Linked DNA regions of Sus scrofa: region 2 is linked to region 1. A link is a contact called in public Hi-C data. All regions are on one chromosome and are shown on one strand. The core of a region is the stretch at or near the end of the contact, and the rest is flanking DNA. Distances in the headings are between cores, read along the strand shown. Region 1 overlaps FAM114A1 (protein NOXP20). Region 2 holds the start of KLHL5 (kelch-like protein 5).

Region 1 (3,003 bases), core at 292-2,791:
GGAAACCACTGTTCAGCTTTTGCTCTGCTTCTTTCCAGTTCTGTTCTTGGGCATAGCATTTTTGCTTTGTTTGTTATGTACATATGAGCAGGAAAAATTCACAGTAGAATATTATGTAAAATTTTTTGAGTAAAATCAATCACAAATCCTTTTTTAGAAACTCCAAAGTGACTCGAATGTACTCTTCATAAGTACCAAGTCAGGGCTCATCTCCTCCTACATCTTGCACAGAAAATGGGGCTTTGAAGCGTCCATCTCATGTGCAAACATTGCATATTTGTGCAGATGCTGCGGGAAGCCAAGGAGAAGGAGAAGCAGAGGCTGGCCCAGCAGCTCACAGCCGAGAGGACCGCGCACTATGGGATGCTGTTTGATGAGTATCAAGGTTTGTCACACCTGGAAGCCCTGGAAATCCTGTCCAATGAAAGTGAAGGCAAGGTATGACTGTCCCAGCCATTGGAAGTAGCATGTTCACGAATGTGTTTTCTTAAACATGAAAGAAAATCTGTGATTAAAATATCTCATTTTTTTTTAATTTTCAAAAAATCTTTTTGTCTTTTTAGGGCCACACCCACAGCATATGGAGGTTCCCAGGCTAGGGGCCAAATTGGATCTGTAGCCACCAGCCTACACAAGAGCCACAGCAATGTGGGCTCTGAGCCGAGTCACACCACAGCTGACGGCAATGCCTGATCCTTAACCCACTGAACGAGGTCAGGAATCGAACCCGCGACCTCATGGATGCTAGTCAGATTCGTTTCCACTGAGCCATAACAGGAGCTCCTAAAATATTTCATTTTTAGGTGCTGAGGTCACCAGTACTCTACAGCCTGATGACCCCTTCGGGCTCCATAGTATTTCATCTCTGTCCTGTGCCAAGCTGTTCCCTCTCATCAGCCCCAAGAGGGCCAGCACCATAGGAATCATCACTAATCCCGCTCACAGTGCAAAGGCTGCTCAAACACCTGGCCGTCAGTGCCTGGCCTGTGCCTCCCTTTGGTGACATGGTACCCAGATCAGAGGGGACCTACCAGGACACTTCTTCATTCCTACCCAGTGGAAAAAAAGCAGCTCAGACCACAAGCTTTTACTATATTTAGTTTTCTGGGCGATGGGGTTATTTATTCACCCATTTGCTGGAATGCCTGGGCCACAGAGGGCAGGGTTATCTTACCGGGGGTTAAAGTTCTGTTTTGCAATGCTCCTGAACACGACTCTGGGAAACTACCTCCCGGCCCTACACCTTCTCGCTCTCCTGCTATGATCCCAAGAACACAAAACATGAAAAGCCGAAATCAGCAGGGTTGGTGACTTCTTTGTTTTTTCAAGTTTCTGTGTGTGTGTCTCAATTGTATATGTGTCTTTATTGAGCAAACACTTATATGGCTCTTTATATAATCACTAATCAAAGCACTTCAAAGCTACTAACCCATTAATTGTATATACAGTTCCTTTGTGTGAAGGTCAGGCTGACTGTACCCTGGGGTGTTTTTCCAGGAGAGGCCAAAGGACAGTCCCTCTGGACTTCCTGGGGGGAGCCGTGGGCCATCCCAGTGACAGTCACTGGGGAAGGCAGGTCCTCAGGCAGGAAGCTGAACTTGGAAGTGAGCCTTAGAAGGGAACAGTGATTTTTTGACTCTCCCTAGGCTTTGCCCTCTTCTGGTTGGACTTTGAGGGGTTTGAGACATTCTTAAGCCCACCTAGTCAGCGAAAGGTGACCTCTGCCATATTGCAGACAACCAAGACCCAACATGATGGACACAGGCACACCCACAAGCTTATAGAGTTACAAGGAACTAAGTATGTTTCCTTTTTTGTTATCCATAAGCCATCATTGACAGTGTTGTGGTTAGACTGTTAACCAATAATTTTTTTAAAGCAAAATCATGGCTCATACAGATATCGCATGAACACAAATCAAAGAATTTATTTCATTCCTTAATTAAATGGAAAAAAAGGCAGATTTTTGTTGTTTGGTTTTGTTTTTGCCACACTCATAGCATGGACATTTCCAGGCCAAGGATGGAATCTGAACCGCAGCTGCAACCTATGCCACAGCTGCAGCAAGGCTGAATTTTTAACCTACTACACCACAGCGGGAATTCCCAGACAGATGTTATTTTGTTGTTGTTCAATTTTTTTTTAATTTCCCCAATACATTATTTTTCCTTCTACTGTACAGCACGGTGACCCGGTTACACACACATGTACACATTCTATTTCCACACATTCTCATGCTCCATTATAAGTGACTAGACATAGTTCCCAGTGCTACACAACAGGATCTCATTGCTAATCCATTCCAAAGGCAGTAGTCTGCATCTATCAACCCTAAGCTCCCAATCCATCCCACTTCCTCCTTCTCTCCCTTGGCAACCACAAGTCTATTCTCCAAGTCCATGATTTTCTTTTCTGTGGAAAGGTTCATTTGTGCTGTGTATTAGATTCCAGATATAAGTGATATCATATGGTATTTGTCTTTCTGACTTACTTCACTCAGGATGAGAGTTTCTAGTTCCATCCATGTTGCTGCAAATGGCATTATTTTGTTCTTTTTTATGGCTGAGTGGTATTCCATTGTGTATATAAACCACATCTTCCTACTCCAGTCATCTGTCAATGGACATTTGGGTTGTTTCCATGTCTTGGCTATTGTGAATAGTGCTGCAATGAACATGTGGGTGCATGTGTCTTCTTCAAGGAAAGTTTTGTCCGGATATATTCCCAAGAGTAGGATTGCTGGGTCATATGGTAGTTCTGTGTATAGATTTCTAAGGTCCCTCCATACTGTTCTCCATAGTGGTTGTACCAGTTTCCATTCCCACCAACAGTGCAGGAGGGTTCCCTTTTCTCCACAGCCCCTCCAGCACTTGTTATTTGTGGACTTATTAATGATGGCCATTCTGACTGGTGTGAGGTGGTATCTCATGGTAGTTTTGATTTGCATTTCTCTTATAATCAGGGATGTTGAGCATTTTTTCATGTGCTTGTTGGCCATCTGTA
Region 2 (2,789 bases), core at 283-2,782, 120 kb after region 1:
GGTGTTATTGTAAAGAGGGAGCGGGGAGTCTCTTCCAGGTGGAGCCCTCAGTGGTAGCTTTTGTGAAGTATCTCTTCCCAATTGTAACAGTTTTCTATCAGCCCATCCACTTCCCTCTGAACTAGGAGTCCATGTCAGTGCTTCATTGTTTTACATTATATTGCTTTTTCTCACCACTGCCCCAAATGGAAGCCTAAAAATAGATCCCAGCCACCCAAAGGTGTTGCCACAATTTGGTTAAGTTATTCCCATAGTGAATTGACCCATCAGTCTTCTGGACCATTTGCTTACTTTGGGTTTTCAACACGGACACATACTGAAGATCTCCTGAGCAAATGTCATTTTGGAAGGACTGACCACATTCAACCCACACGGACAAGAGAGCGATAGCTCAGAATAGCAAACACAGAATCTGTAAATAATGAATATAAGCATTACGCTGAACAAAAAGCAAGCGAATTCCTTTACACGTCTCTCGGAGACAAACTAAGGAAACCCTTTCCCCTCCCTTACCCGCCATGAACCTCTGTGGGGGAGGGACCTTAGCTGTATTGAGTTAACATCTGTAAAGCGCTTTAGAGTTGTGTTTGGCGCTCAATAAAGTAGTTATTATTATTCTTAGCATCTAGCATATATATACATCAATATATATTGGCTAGAGAAATAAATAAGAAACCAACTTTTGTGGAATTCCTATCACCCCACCACTGGAAAACAATGATTATGGCCACAGCGTGGAGGATCATAATTGCCATGGCACAACATAGACAAACCACTACCGGAGCAGAATAATTATCAGAGTATTGCACAGTTAGGGTTGCAGGGTCTGGAGAAGAGAGGCAACTCTTTATGAGTTCTTCCAAAGCTCTAGGACAACAGAGTCTTGTTCTTCAAAGCAGCAAAAAACACAGGCCAGCTCTCTGATCGCCTTCCAGCCCTGCAGAGGGACCTCTTCCTAAACTTCCACCCCCAGGAATTACCCCTTAACCCAGTTTCAAGAGGCGGGGGGGGAACAACCAGAATCTTTGTCAGGTCCTCCGCGCCCCGCCCCCTCGGCCAGAGCCCCGCCCAGCCTGACGTCCCCCTCCCCCACAGGCTCCCCTCGCCGCAGCCCTCCCCTCCCCTCCTTGTCTCCGCCCCTTCCCCTTCTTCGCTCCCTACCCCGGGCCCTGGCGGTTCGCGGAGCCGTTCGCTGGGGAAGAGAAGCCGCCAGCGCGGCGGCAGTGGCGGTCTCCCGGGGCCAGCGGGGCGGGCGAGGAGGGGGCGGGGCCTGGCGGGAGGGGGCGGGGCGGGCATCCGCTTGGAGCGGGCCGCTTCTTGCGCCGCGCAGGGACAGACGCGCCAGCAGGCTCCCGACCCCCAGGCGCGCGCTCGCCCCCTCCCGGGCTGCCGGAAGAGTTTCTCCCCGCTGGCCTGGTACAGCTGACGGAGGAGGAGTGGCCCGCTCCCGGCTGGCCGGCGCCGGGGGTGAGGCATCTAGGAAGGGGCTGGGGGCGCCCCAGGGGCCGAGCATCCCTCTCCTCCGCCTGCCGGCCCCCGCTCCCCGCCTTCCCTCCTCCTCCCGCCCGGTCGCCCCCCCACCGCCTGTGACCCTCCCCCCCGGCCGCCTCCGGAGCCCGACGCGGTAAGTGCGACTTTCTTCTGGGCGTCGGGGAGGGGGCAGCGGCTGGCCAGCCGCGCGCGGAGGCCCGCTTCCCGATCCCACGCGACCCTTCCGCCCGGCCGCGGCAGCCCAAGCCCGTGGGGCCCTACTGCAGGCGGTCCCGGGGCGCCTCGGTCTGGAGGGGTGGGCCGGGCGGGGACCTCCCCTAGCCGCGCCCGGGGCTCGAACCCTGGTCCGGCAGCCGAGAGCCCCAGAGCGGCGTCTGGGCCGCCCTTGAGTTGTGCAAAGTTCTGGATGCGGCGTCTGTGGCCAAACGGCAGAGGCGTGTACCGCTGTCCAGAATCAGCGCTTTCTCCCCGTACTCTTGTATCAATAAAACAAACTGGAAACCATATCGGATTTTTTTAAATTGTTACCCGCAGGCTATCATAATCTAAGTTTTAAAGGAGTTAGTTGCCTCACCCTCAAAAGGGGACTTTATTTCAATAAAACCCGGCATGTCTGGTCGAAACTTTTTCATTTGGCATCAGTGCATAATTGGATCAGAAGCTGACGAAGAAAGTTTGCTGTATCAAAGAGTAAAGCATTTCTGCCCTCTTTATTATCGTTCCATTTTAAAAAATATTATTGAATAATTGATACATTCACAAAATTCAAAAACTATGAAAGAGGTATACAAAACCTCTCTCCCCACCCACCAGTATTACTAGTTTCTTGTGCATCTTTCCAGAGAGTATGTATATACCAACATCCCTTCTGCTTTAAAAAAAAAAAATGAAACTGTTGTGTACTAAGCGCCTAGCAGTTTCTGGTACCCAATAAATGGTAATTGTCTTTTCCCTTTAGAAAACAATTTAATAATTCTTTTTGGTTATTAGACCACTGAAAAACCATTAATGATTTTTTTCCTGGTTTTAAACATTGCAAATTTGATTTTATTGTGAATATTTATGTTCTATTGGCTTGTCATAACTGTAAATACTATTACACAAAGCTGACACTGATATTGTGGGGGAATGGGACAAGTAGAGAGAAATCAATATGAAATTGTAAGAGAATAGAACTTAATACATACAATAGGTAGTTTCAAAAATGATTTAAAGCAACTTAGGGTCCATATGGTACTGTATCGCAAAACAAAACTAAATGAGAAAATTGAGGCAGAGCAGTGGGGAAAAAAGACTAC

What was found. Hi-C and Micro-C count contacts between places; a contact is called where the count stands out from the background.
Region 2: a Hi-C map of liver shows a contact between it and region 1, with 2.3 times the contacts expected there. The contact joins the promoter of KLHL5 here to the enhancer-like site in region 1. A contact is called at or near these places in 1 of 5 promoter capture datasets (fetal skeletal muscle), 2 of 47 Hi-C or Micro-C datasets (brain and liver) and 1 of 2 datasets of contacts at active chromatin or transcription factors (alveolar macrophages).

What each region holds. Positions count from the first base shown.
Region 1 is chr8:30,239,765-30,242,767 of Sscrofa11.1, forward strand. FAM114A1 (protein NOXP20) reads left to right here. Exons shown (of 15, transcript XM_003128921.6): 7 at 286-438. Among named protein-coding and RNA genes, the nearest start is that of MIR574, 49 kb to the left of the region's middle. Within about 2 kb of position 1,542, at least 5 of the 83 cell types and tissues checked have an H3K27ac peak or open chromatin away from gene starts, as enhancers often do. A contact at or near this core is called in liver, where this site is marked.
Region 2 is chr8:30,360,052-30,362,840 of Sscrofa11.1, forward strand. KLHL5 (kelch-like protein 5) reads left to right here and starts at 1,533. Exons shown (of 15, transcript XM_021101108.1): 1 at 1,533-1,624.